Regions from separate parts of the Rattus norvegicus genome. Here region 1 is linked to region 2. Evidence: chromatin contacts called from public Hi-C data. All regions are on one chromosome and are shown on one strand. The core of a region is the stretch at or near the end of the contact, and the rest is flanking DNA. Distances in the headings are between cores, read along the strand shown. Region 1 has its middle 28 kb from the start of Sp110. Region 2 holds the start of Slc16a14 (solute carrier family 16, member 14).

Region 1 (6,184 bases), core at 1,384-3,883, 57 kb after region 2:
GATTTTGCATTTTCTTTGACTGATGTATTGGTTTCTTCTATTGTATCTTCTACACCTGAGAGTCTCTCTTCCATCTCTTGTATTCTGTTGGTGATGCTTATGTCTGCAGTTCCTGTTTTCTTTCCTAGGTTTTCCATCTCCATGATTACCTTAGTTTGTGTTCTCTTTATTGCTTCTATTTCCCTTTTCAGGTCTTGGACAGTTTTATTCATATCCTTTACCTGTTTGATTTTATTTTCCTGTATTTCTTTATATTTATTTGCTTCCTCTTAATGCTTCTACTGCTTGAATGTATTTTCCGGTATTTCTTTAAGGAATTTATTCATGTCCTCTTTAACGGTCTTTATTATCTTTATTAAATAACAAATAGAAGACAACATGTTGGCAAGGATTTTAGAGAAAATGGAGCATTGGTCCATTGTTAGTAGCATTGTAACATGTGTAAGAATATAGAAAGAAGTATGGAGTTCCCTTTAAAAATTTGAACATCGAACTGCCAAATGATTTAGCAATCTCACTTCTGGACATAGATCCAAAAGAGTCAGAGGCAGAACATTAAAGAAATCCCTGCATATCTTCTACTGAAGGACTATTCCCAGTAAACAAGAGATTTAGTGTTCCGTCCAGGCTCATGTACTGCAATATTTGAATGCCAGCTGGTGGGGAATTGTGTAACCCTTGAGATGTGGATCTAACTGAGGAAGTAGTCACTGGGAGAAGGGTGTAGATTGCAAAAAACAAAACTTTCATCTCCAGGAGAATATCAGATAGTTTAGTCTGTAATATAATACGGCTGAACAACCTGGGTGCACAGACTTAAGTTACCCCAAAAACCATGTACCAATGTGGCAACAGTTTCAAGAATTTTTTTAAATATTTGTCTATTTATTATGTATACATCATACAGTGTTCTGCTTGCATGCATGCCTGCAGGCCAGAAGAGAGCATCAGATCTCAATACAGATGGTTGTGAGACACCATGTGGTTCCTGGGAATTGAACTCAGGACCTCTGGAAGAGCAATCAGTGCTCTTAACCACCAAGCCATCTCTTCAGCCCAAGAATTTTTATGGTAATAAAATAAAATCACAAATTAAGGCAATTTTCTAATACATTGGTGGGAATGTTGGATAGGCAGTTACAGCAAAGTGGGGGAACCCCTCTATCTGCCTCAGATGATATCTGATGACAGTCTTACCCTCTGGGTTGGTAGAGGTTAGGGGACTGTTATATTCCAAAAGGACTTTACCTTATAGTCATGGGCTATTAGGTGGATGATGCATGGCTCTGAAGAAGGCATAAAGTAGTCTAATGTTTCCCTAGACTTGGAACATTACAGCTCCCCATTACCATGAGAATTCTCCCAGTCAGTTGACCCATCCAGCGGGTCCAGTTATTCAGGGTTCCGAAGGGGCGCTACCCTTGGGCCAATGGGGGGGCGAGAGAAGAAGGAGACCAAGCAAGATTCTATTGTCAAGGTCTCGTTTATTGAGAGAAATGTACAGCATTTAAAGCTCTGAGGCAGGAATAGAAGTGGGAACTGAAGCTTAGGGTGGGGGAGTTTGGGAAGTGCCCAAGGATATAGGGTGAATCACAAAACTTCAAGATATCCTCCTTAAACAAAGAGGCAACAGTCTTCTGGGGACATGTTCTTTGAAAAGGTCGAACCCTTCTCAGGAATCTGCTCAGGGACATCGGTGTTTTGCTCAGGCTGAAACATCCTGTGATTGCTCCCGGGGTCTTCCTGGGAGAGACTTTTGTCCCACAATCTCATAATCTTACAGCAGCCACCTGAGCTTCTGTGGCCATGCAGCCCAGAGTCACGTAGCCACCTTGAGCTATGCAGTCATAAAGTGGCCAGGCCAAAATCTAATACGGCTCCCTACAGTCAGTCACCATTATAGAATCTTTAATACAGGTGCAGCTCTTTTCTTCCCTAGGAACTTCAGGTCATACAACCTTACAATTTGTAGTTTAATGATATTTCTTGGTCCATCGAGATGTAAACAAGTATCTTCATGCTTCTGCCACTACAGTGATAAGCTGCCATTATGCCATGCCTACCCTGCCATGATGCACTGTACCCTCAAACCAAGAGGCAAAGCAAAATTGTCCTTCTTTACATTGCTTCTTGTCAGGCCTGCCACCACAGAAAACTGACACTAGGAAGTGAGGTTCCTGATGTCATTAACCTGACCAGGCGGTTTATAGACATTTGGAAGGGGTCTGTGGGAGAAATGGAAAGAGTTGGCTCTGTAGGCTAGAGCAGCCCTAGAGTTCAATTGGCTGTTCTGGTGGGATATTACAGGTTGAGACTGTCAACCAAGTCTGTGAAGTTTCAAAAAGATTCTTACAGGAACTGGAGTAGAGGTCATTAATGTTACAGTTGGCATAGAGTCTGGCTACCACACAGCCTGTATTCTAAAAATTTGAGCGAGGCTGAAATTTTAAAATATTTAAATTGAATTTTAATATTCTGCTGTGCATGAAGCTGTAAAAGTGAAGCCTATATTACAATGGAAATCAGAAACCCAGGAAATTTGCCAATTCAGGAAGCTGCAGTTACTGGATGGAAATGGCCCAAGAGAGGAACTACAGCTGTTGCAGGCCACAGAGCAGGAGGAACAGGGCTAATTGAGCCCACAGGAGCACAGGTGATGTCATCATCAGTCCCAAACACCAGACATGGAGCTGCAGGGTGTTTTTGTGTTTGTCCTGTTGGAGTTCAGTCTTAATTTGCGCTGATATTTTCTGGCTGTGTCTATTTCTTCCTTTAGTAATGGAAATGTGTGTTCTGTGCCATTGTGTGCTGGAGAGAAGTGAGTCCCCTTTTGATTTAATAGGGGTTAGCAAGAGAGATTACCTTGAGCTTTCAGAAGAGACTTTGGACCTTTTCGATAATATTTAAGCCATTAGGTCCCCGGGATTTTTAAACTTGGGCTGAATGCATTTGTATTATCAGAGGACCATGTACTTATGGAGGCCACGGCAGCATGTTATTATTTAGTTGTAAACTATCTGCCAGTGGCTCATGCCTAAGGCATTGAATATTGGATCTCTAGTTGATAGTGGTATTTGGGGGGGGGGGAAGTTATGGAACCTTTGGGAGGTGGGACCTAGCTGGAGGAAGTGAGTCTGGGGGATGAGCCTTGAGGTATAGGCTGGCCTCACTTCCTGTGTCTTTCTGCTTTCTTAGACCAACAAGATTTGAACAAATGGCCCCATATTCCCACGAGCACAGCCGGGATTGGCGTCTACTACTCTCCCTTCTCTGCCTTGATTACCTTCGAAATGTGAGGCAGAATAAGTCCTTCCTCTGTTAAGTTGCTTCTTGTCAGGTAGTATGTCACTTAGAGAGAAAGATTTAACCAAAGATCCACTACAGGGCTGGCAAAGGAGCTCAGTGGGCAAAGGTGCTTGCTGTAAAAACCTGATAGCCTGAGTTCAGTCCTCGGAATCTACAGAAAGGTAAATGGAGAGAAATGTCATCTGATGCTCACACGAACACTGTGGTGTGGGTGTCCCCCTTCAATCAAAAAATATTATCCATCACAGGTAAATGGCTAAGCAAAGTGTTGTAGAAGCAGACAGCACACAGCAGAATATTATGTAGCCTTAAAAAGCAAGGAACTTCTCAGGCTGGGTATGGTAGCCCACACCTTCATTCCCAGCACTGGAGAGGCAGAGGCAGAGGCAGAGGCAGAGGCAGAGGCAGAGGCAGAGGCAGAGGCAGAGGCAGAGGCAGAGGCAGGGGCAGGGGCAGGGGCAGGGGCAGGGGCAGGGGCAGGGGCAGGGGCAGGGGCAGGGGCAGAGGGAGGGGCAGAGGGAGGGGCAGAGGGGCAGAGGGGCAGGGACAGAGGGGCATAGGGGCAGAGGGGCATAGGGGCAGAGGGGCAGAGGGGCAGAGGCAGGTGGATCTCAGGGACCTCCGTGCCCACCTGGGCTGCATAGTAAGAACCTGTCTAAAAAATGTCAGATTCAGTCCTGAAATACTGAATGATCAAAATTTCTTTATCAGTTCCAAAAGCCACCTATAATTTGTGGTTTCTCATGCTGTAGTGCCTGGGAAGGGTTGAACTTCCCAAAACCAGACAGGAACTGATCTGATGCAACTTACAGCAGGCAGGGTCTTTGAGCTAGCTCAGGCCCCTCCAATGCATCACCACCATGCAGGATAGTTTTGGTGGCGGGGGCGCACTGAATATCTATTGGGGCAAGACTTTATAGTAAGCAGCAAGCAGGGAGTATGTGTGCAAGCATCTGATTGGAGAGCTACTGCGGTCTCTAACATAATTGGTTGGTGCTAGGAGTCACATCATAAACTTCATTTCTGCTCCCCTCTGCATTGGTGACCATTAGGCAGGGAGTGAAGGTGCAGGCTTGTTGGGGGAATAACTTGGAGATGCTGGTCTTGTTGGGGATTAGCCTAGAGACTGGAGCTAGGCATGGGTTTTGTTGGGGGACAACTTGGAAACTAATGATAGGTACCAACCAGCCTGCTAGTTTACCTGAGTTCAAACCTAGATCAGGTTCTCTAAAATGGAGTCTGAACTTAAGATTTGGCCTCTCAACGCAATCCTTGTTCTTCAGCTTCCCCAAGTAAACAGGAGCAGTTTTGGAGATGGGAAGGTCCAGCACAAATGTCTGAGCCAGCTGTGGCACGTTTAGACTGGACCTGCTACCAGGCCCAACCTGATAAAATAAGAAATGAGACCACACAGGTCTCTTCCACTTCACAACATAGAGTACATCTCGGCCACTTTGTTACCCTGACTGTGAGGCTTTAAATATGTGGCCAACAGCAAAAGAGACCTGTTGCCATCTTACGGAGCCGGGCAAGACCATTTGGTTTGTTGTTCTTTGCCATTCTTAATTTTCTGATGAACTTACTTCTGTTCTTGGTTGGCTCTCGTGTTACTTGTGCTTGATGACAGCCATTGAGAGCATCCCTGCTTCCTTTAAAGGCTTCACTATTTCCTTCTAGCTTACTCTGAATCCGAATCCAGTGTCAGGAGTGATCCACAGTGCTCTCTAGTGGTAGGTTAGCGTTCCACAGTCTTGGGTGGCCTTCCAGGGCTTTACTTCTTTTTTATTTCTTTATTTTTATTTTTTAATTGCGTTTTAATTTACATTTTAAATGCTATCCCATTTCCCGGTTTCCCCTCCAGAAACCTGCTATCCCACCCCTCTGCTTCTATGAGGGTGCTCCCTTACCCACCTACCCCCTCATTCCTGCCTCCCCACCCTGACATTCCCCTACACTGGGGCATCGAGCCTTGACAGGACCAAGGACCTCTCCTCCCATTGATGCCCAACAAGGCCATCCTCTGTTACGTATGCAGCTGGAGCCGTAGGTCCATCCCTGTGTTCTCTTGGGATGGTGGTTTGGTCCCTGGGAGCTCTGGAGGGTCTGGTTGGTTGGTATTGTTGTTTTTAGGGGGTTGCAAACCCCCTCAGCTACTTCGGCCTATTCTCTAACTCCTCCAATGGGGATCCTGTTCTCAGTTCAACGGTTGGCTGCGAGCATCCGCCTCTGTATTTGTCATGCTCTGGCAGAGCCTCTCAGGAGACAGCTATTTCAGGCCCCTGTCAGCATGTACTTCTCGGCATTTGCAACATAGTCTGGGTTTTGTGGCTGTTAGACTAGTCATGTCTACAGAGTTGCACCATGACACCTGTTCAAATTAGAAGTGGCTTGAGGACTGGGCCACCACTGGGTGAGTGGGTAGGAGAAGGGAAGTAGCCAAGGCAATAGGGCCAACCATTCTGTAGGTGGGGCCATCTCTGCCTTCAGGAGAAGCCCGTCCTTCTGCATCATTCTCGGTGGTTTGCTCTACTGCTGGACCACTTTCCTTCCCAGGTCCTTCTCTTCCTTAACATGCAAAGGATGGAATTCCTCAGGTTTCCATCCGCAGCCACAGTCTCTCCAGATGATCACAGTCATTCCAGCTGCAGGTTTCCACCTGTGTCAGCCTCATGGTGTCTCAACTCTCCTCAGCTCCTCATGTTCCAGTGCTCAGCCATGTCCCCTCAAGGGCTCCCTAGGTGCAGCTCAAACTCATCCTGTTAAACTGTAACCCATCATCCAACCACACCCTGCTCCTTCTATGGAACTTCCATTAAATATAACACGCTGTGCACACCACAGACCTAAGCCTCCATCCTGTTTTTGTCTCTCATCTCCC
Region 2 (6,159 bases), core at 2,650-5,149:
GGAACCCTGTCTCAAAAAACAAAACAAACAACAATGAAAAAGAGAGCAGGGTGGAGCGGTGGGGAAGTGAGGGCAGGTGAGGGAGGTGAGAGGCTGGTTTGGAGAGTGGCATTTTCAGTTGATTCACACAAAAAGTGTTTCACTTACTTTGACTATGATCTTTGAAACTGAAATTTGCTTTTATTTATTTCAGAACAGAAGAAGGGATGCAGCTCAGTGGAAGTGCACTGACCTAGTGTGAGTGAAGCCCTGGGTCCCACCGCCAACGCCACAAAAATTAAATATATGAAGGAAAGCCAGGGTCTGGACAGATGGCTCAGTGGTAAGAGCACGGCCGTTCTTCCAGAGGACTCAGGTTCAGTTCCTAACACCCACATCACGAGGCTCACAACCGCCTGTAACTCCAGGTCCTTCCTCTGGCTTCTGCAGGTACCTCCTGCACACAGCACACGTAGGCATTTAGGCCCACCCACATACGTACAGGATAAATCTTGTTTTTAATACTAATAAAAAAACCCTAAAAGCATAACAAGTGAAAAAGGTAGAGAGCAATTAAGGAAAACACTGGACACTGATTTATGATCTCCATGACCAAAAGTGCGCACACTACACACATGGACACAAACATACACAACATAAAATGAGTTTAGACTCCACAGAAAAGTGCTTGAAATATTAAGCACTAATATTTAGCAGCTAAGAACTTTATATCCTTACTGAATTATTTATTTTATGGATTAAAAGATGTGGTTGCCATCTGCCTACTCTGGGCATTTCCAGTTTATCTGATCATAAATAAATGTATTAGCGTGTAATGGACACGTGTATGCAAGCGTGTAATGGACACCTGTATGCAAGAGGCCAAGTGCGAATGCAGACGATGGTACTGCATGCAGATGCCGCAATGCAGGTGGGGTTCATAGCTTACTAAGGCCCTCAAGGGCTCATCCGACTTTTCCCTAAAGAGTAAATGGAGAGGTATGGAGGAGCGTGCGTGTAATTACAGAAAATGGTAGGCTGAGACAGGAGGATTGCTGGGAATTTGAGACCCGCCTGGGGTACACAGTGAGTATTGGTCCAGGCAGGGCTATGTGTGCTGCTAACACTAGCATGTGAGAAGTGGAGGCAGAAGGATCAGGAGTTCGAGGCCAGCCTCAGCTATATGGCAGGTTTGAAGACAGCCTGGGTCTCAAGAGGTCTCTTTTCAAGAAACACACACACACACACACACACACACACACACACACACACACACACTGAGAGAGAGAGAGAGAGAAAGAGAAAGAGAGAGAGAGAGAGAAACAAACCCCCAAACAAACAGAAAGAAAAACAAGTATTTGCATTTTATCCTTCTATCTTTCTAAAAGCAATCATTCCTTGGTTTCACAATTCACTGTCTACCATGGTCTCTAAAGCAGAAGTCTACAGAAGAGCAAGTCTGATATGATATGACTTGACTGTTTCCTCCACAGGTCACATTGAAACCCAACTGCCACTGTAACCATAGTAACAGATGGACCCACTAGAAGTGTATGTCACAAGGGCTCTAACTTCAGGAATGGATTAAGGCCATTGTCCCCAGAGTGGGTTAGTTGTCTTGGGAATGATAAAAAGGGGATGGAAGTGACTTGATATCTATCCTGATGCCCTTTTCTGGTCCCTCTGACACTGCATGTGCAGTGTGCAAACATTCATGTGGGCAAAACACTCATACATATAAAATACATAATTTTTTCTTAAGGAGGCTGGAGAGCACTTGTGCCTTGTACAGAGGGCTGGTATTTACTTCCCGACACCCAGATAGAGCAGCTCACAACTATCTGTAGTTCTACAGGACCTGATGAGACCTTCTGGCCTCAGAGGAGCATGGTGCACACATGGACAAGCAGATACACACACACACACACACACACACACACACAAACTTAAAAACTGTGAAAGCTTTTTAAAAAATTTTAAAGTAAATAAAAAAAATAAAAGTCACAAATAAGAGAAGGGTGGCTACATGTCAAAATGTAAGTACGTAACTATGTAACAGAAAATGGAAATGTCAGTTTTTTCTGGAGTGTATTATAGATTAAAATATAATTAACATTTTTTTTTACAGTTCCGCCATGGAATGAATTTTTACAAGCAATTTATTTATCTTTAATTGGACTGTCACTATGTCGCACCCAATAAACTAATTATAATGAAAAGCAAGAAGGAGGTTGGGGTGGTGCGTGCAAGTTAAAACTAAAATTGCAATCTCTTCCCAAAGAGCTAGGTGAGTTCTTCAGCTGAACTCAGGGAATTTCAGGCCGGTAGAGGGCGCGCTCGAGGCCATGAGGCTGCAGAGCTGAAGAGGGTAGCAAGTGACTGGACAGTGAGTTCCAGCTGGCCTCATAATGTGTTAGGGGGTCGGGTGGGGAGAAGAAGATAAGGCCAATGGGTTAGGGCTGTGCTTAGTGGCTTTTGCCATGATGGTCTTGGCCTGTTGGTATTAAGGTCCTAAATTACCCCACTTTACAGATAAGACAACTGAGACATCTGTCTGTGTCTGACAAGTTCTCACTTAGCCTATGATGGCCTCAGACTTGGAGGATGACCTTGAATTCACGAACTCATCCTCCAACCCCCACTGCGAGAAAAGGGTATTGTATTACAGTGCTGGATTTAGGCAGTGCTGGGGGAATTGAACCCAGAACTTCATGCATCCTAGGCAGGTACCCTACAACCCGAGGTACATCCACGAAGCCCTGAAAGTGAGCCAGCTGCTTAATGGGTGCCCTGTGAAGTCCCAATATGAAGAGCATGGTCAGTTTCAATTTCTTCTTCACATTGCCCCCCCACCCCCACCCCTTCCCCTCTCTCCACTGACAAGGCGAAAGGGAGTCTTTTTAATCCCTTATGAGCATCCCCAGTCATCCTTGCTAATGAACCTAAGCCTGAACCAACTTTTCTGCAGGAAGAAAGGGCTTAATTGGTAAGCAGAGTTGAGCTCATAAAACCTTGTCAAGCTGTGGCAGCCTCTGCCCTTTAATGGCTGTGCTGGGTCCTCACTGTCCCCCTTTCCTCTCTGGAGATGCTGGAGCGGCTCCCGGGGGCTCAGCATTCATTGCCCTGGTCCAGCCGTGAGTGATGCCGCACTCTCCAATCCTCCATCTCCAACAGGGGACCCCGACACAGACATCCGCAACCACGGAGGTCACTAACTGTAGCCCCATCACTGCCTGATTCAAGTCATGAACTGGGGGCCTGGAAAGCACCCGAGCGCGAGGCCGGGCGACGGGGCGACGCGCGCTCTGTTGCCCTGGGGGCGCGCGCCACCCTGGACCGCGCGCATCCCCGCCTGCAGTTCGGGGGGACAAGGGAGCACCGCCGCCCTGCCCAGGCCCCTCTCTTCTCATACCCTATCCCCGGCTCTCAGCTCGCAAGGGTCTCAGGAAGAGCCGCGACCGCCAGTATCGACCGGTATCTACCAGTATTCGCTGGCTCGGAGATGCTCCAACCCTGCGGTAGCCTCCGGCCGCCAATCAACACAGCCCAGAGTACTCACTGCACGCAGCCCGAGAGGCTACGGTCTCACTCGGCTCCCAGTCTCGACCTGTGAACTTGCAGGTCCGCTCGGAGAACCCGGGTTCGCTGGGCATGGGGATTGGTGACAATGTCGACCAGCATCCTGCAGATACAGTGCCCGGGGCTCGGTTCTTCGCCTGCGCTCGTTGTGGGGGCTCCCGGACTCGCCCTGTGTTCACTGTCTGGCCAGGTGAACCTTCTGGAGCCTAAGGCTCGATGCTTCCGTCCCGGAGCCTTTAAAAAGGGTGCGTTTGGAAGGATCCGAGCCTACCCAGAGCTTCCTTCCAATCCGTGCAATTTCAGGTCTCCGCGTTGGTATATTCCTATACCGGCTAATTCTGGTTTGGCAGGGGAAAAAAAAATCTGCGGGCTCCTCACAGGCACACTCTTGTGGCCGGTTGAAGTTTATCGCCTTGGCTGAGATTCGTCAATGCTGTGCACATTTGCGACCATAGGAAATGTCCAGAAATCTCAGGTGTGTGTTTGGGAGGGGTGCCGGGGGAAGGGGACTCTTCCATTTCCTTTCCTTTCCCTTTCTTTTTTCTTTTTTTCTTTTTTGAGTAGGAGGGAAGTAACGAATCAGACCGTCATCTGAGTCTCAGCCAAAAAGAGAGCAGTTTGAAGAGTGATTTCAACACTCGTAGTCACTTTGGACTCAAAAATCTCTCATCTTTGTCCCAGTCTGGGTACTACGTCTTCCCATCTTTCTGAAGTACCTGTTATTTACACCCATAGGCAGGCAACATATTACTTTGTGCCCTTGGAGAGTTTTTAGTATTTTGTTAAATACATGAAACAAACATTCTTTTACCTAACCTGACCGGCTCTGTTTGTTCCTGTCATTGTTGCTATAAACTACCACAAACATAGTGACTGAAAGCAGCACAAATTCATTATTTTACAGTTCTGGCAGCCAGAACCTGAAATGGGCCTCACCGGACTAAGAGTCAGCGCGTTGGCACACTGAAGGCTGTGTTCTTCCTGGCAGCTCTAGCTGAGCCACCAGCTTCTGCACGCTGCCCACACGCCTTGGCCGGCAGCCACTTCCTCATCTTCAAAACCATCGACATTGCATCATTCCGTCTGTCTTGGGTACTCAGGGCACACTTTCTCCATTGTTTGCTTTTCTCTTCCCTTTTAACTTAAATTATTTCAAACATGTAGTGTGTGTGTGTGTGTGTGTGTGTGTGTGTGTGTGTGTGTGTGTGTGCACGCTTGCATGTGACAGCATGTGTGTGGAAGTCCCTCGGAAGGCAGTTTTCCTTGAACCTTGTGTGTTCTGAGGATTGGTCAGCATGGTAGTAAGCACCCTTTACTGTTGAGCGTTCTTTCTAGCCCCTTCTCTTCCATTTCCATGGACCCCACCCCCTGGGTTATCTTGGTCCTTCCTGGATAATTCACACATCTATTTTAAGGCCAGCTGACTAGCAATGTACTCCCATCTGCTACCTTGATTCTCTTCCTGCCATTTAAGGTCACATAGTCCCGGGTTCCTGGTTAGGATATAGATGTCGTTGGAGGAGCCATTTATGCTACCCACCATGGGTTTCTTTTCCTTTCTCCTTTCTTTCCAAAAGACATTCATGTGTATTTTATTGTCATTGGCTTTATTGGTTTCTTTAAAAAAAAAGATTTATTTTATTTTATTATTTATTTTGTCTGCATGTATGTCTATGTGTGAGTGTCAGATCCCCTGGAACTGAAGTTACAGACAGTTGTGAGCTGTTATGTGGTTGCTGGGAATTGAACTCAGGAGCTCAGGAAGAGCAGCCAGTGCTCTTAACCCCTGAGCCATCTCTCCAGTTCCCTCCCCCAACCACATGCCCCCCCCCTTTTTTTTAATTTTTGAGAGACAGTAGCTCACATGCCCCCATCCCCCCGGTGCCCTGGAAGTAGCTATGTGGCTGAAGATGGCTTTGAACTTCCGATCTACCTGCTTCCCTCTCCCAAGTGCTGGGGTTACAGCCATATACCAACAGTCAGTTTTTGTAGTGCTGGGAATAAGAGTTGGAGCTCGGTGCATGCTAGGCAAAGGCTCCCTGGACTGAGCCACAACCCCAGCCTTCCTTAGTCATCTTAATAACAGATGATTGTGGAGGACGACGAGATGACATTTGCAGGACCACTTTTCCGATGAAGATGGCAGAGCAAATGGACTTGTTGAGTACTTCCTCAGGCTGTTCTTCTCAGACACCGTGCGTTCCAAACACGCTTTTGTCAGTCAGTCAAGACTGGGAACTCAGGTGTGGTGGATCACACCAATTTTTCTAGCACTTGGGAGATTGGGGGGTTCAAGGCCAGTCTGCTGGGCTACAAGACAGCTTGTTTGTTCTCTTTCTCTGTCTCTCTCTGTCTCTCTCCCTGACTCTCTGTCTCTCTCTGTCTCTCTCTGTCTCGCTCGCTCTCTCCTTTCTTTAGGAATAGAGTCCCACACAAGTATCTCAAGAACAGATGATCCTTCTGTTTTTAAAAGAGGTGTTATGGATTGAGTTTAGTGTGAGGCATCCCCCATAGGCTCATGATTCTGGAGGCTTGGTCTCCAGCCATCCGTGATATCTGGGCAGGTTCTGGAACATTCGGGACACGTGGTGTGTGTGGCTA

What was found. A called contact is a pair of places that touch in the nucleus more often than the background predicts.
Region 1: a Hi-C map of liver shows a contact between it and region 2, with 6 times the contacts expected there. The contact joins the enhancer-like site here to the promoter of Slc16a14 in region 2. A contact is called at or near these places in 9 of 12 Hi-C or Micro-C datasets (the Rat2 cell line, Schwann cells, frontal cortex and 4 more).

Annotation. Positions count from the first base shown.
Region 1 is chr9:93,639,853-93,646,036 of GRCr8, forward strand. No RefSeq gene overlaps it. Among named protein-coding and RNA genes, the nearest start is that of Sp110, 28 kb to the right of the region's middle. Within about 2 kb of position 2,634, at least 1 of the 93 cell types and tissues checked has an H3K27ac peak or open chromatin away from gene starts, as enhancers often do. A contact at or near this core is called in liver, where this site is marked.
Region 2 is chr9:93,581,497-93,587,655 of GRCr8, forward strand. It overlaps Slc16a14 (solute carrier family 16, member 14), which reads right to left and starts at 3,900. Exons shown (of 5, transcript NM_001108229.2): 1 at 3,539-3,900. LOC120094727 (a long non-coding RNA gene) reads left to right here and starts at 3,899. Exons shown (of 2, transcript XR_005489252.2): 1 at 3,899-4,033; 2 at 4,463-6,159.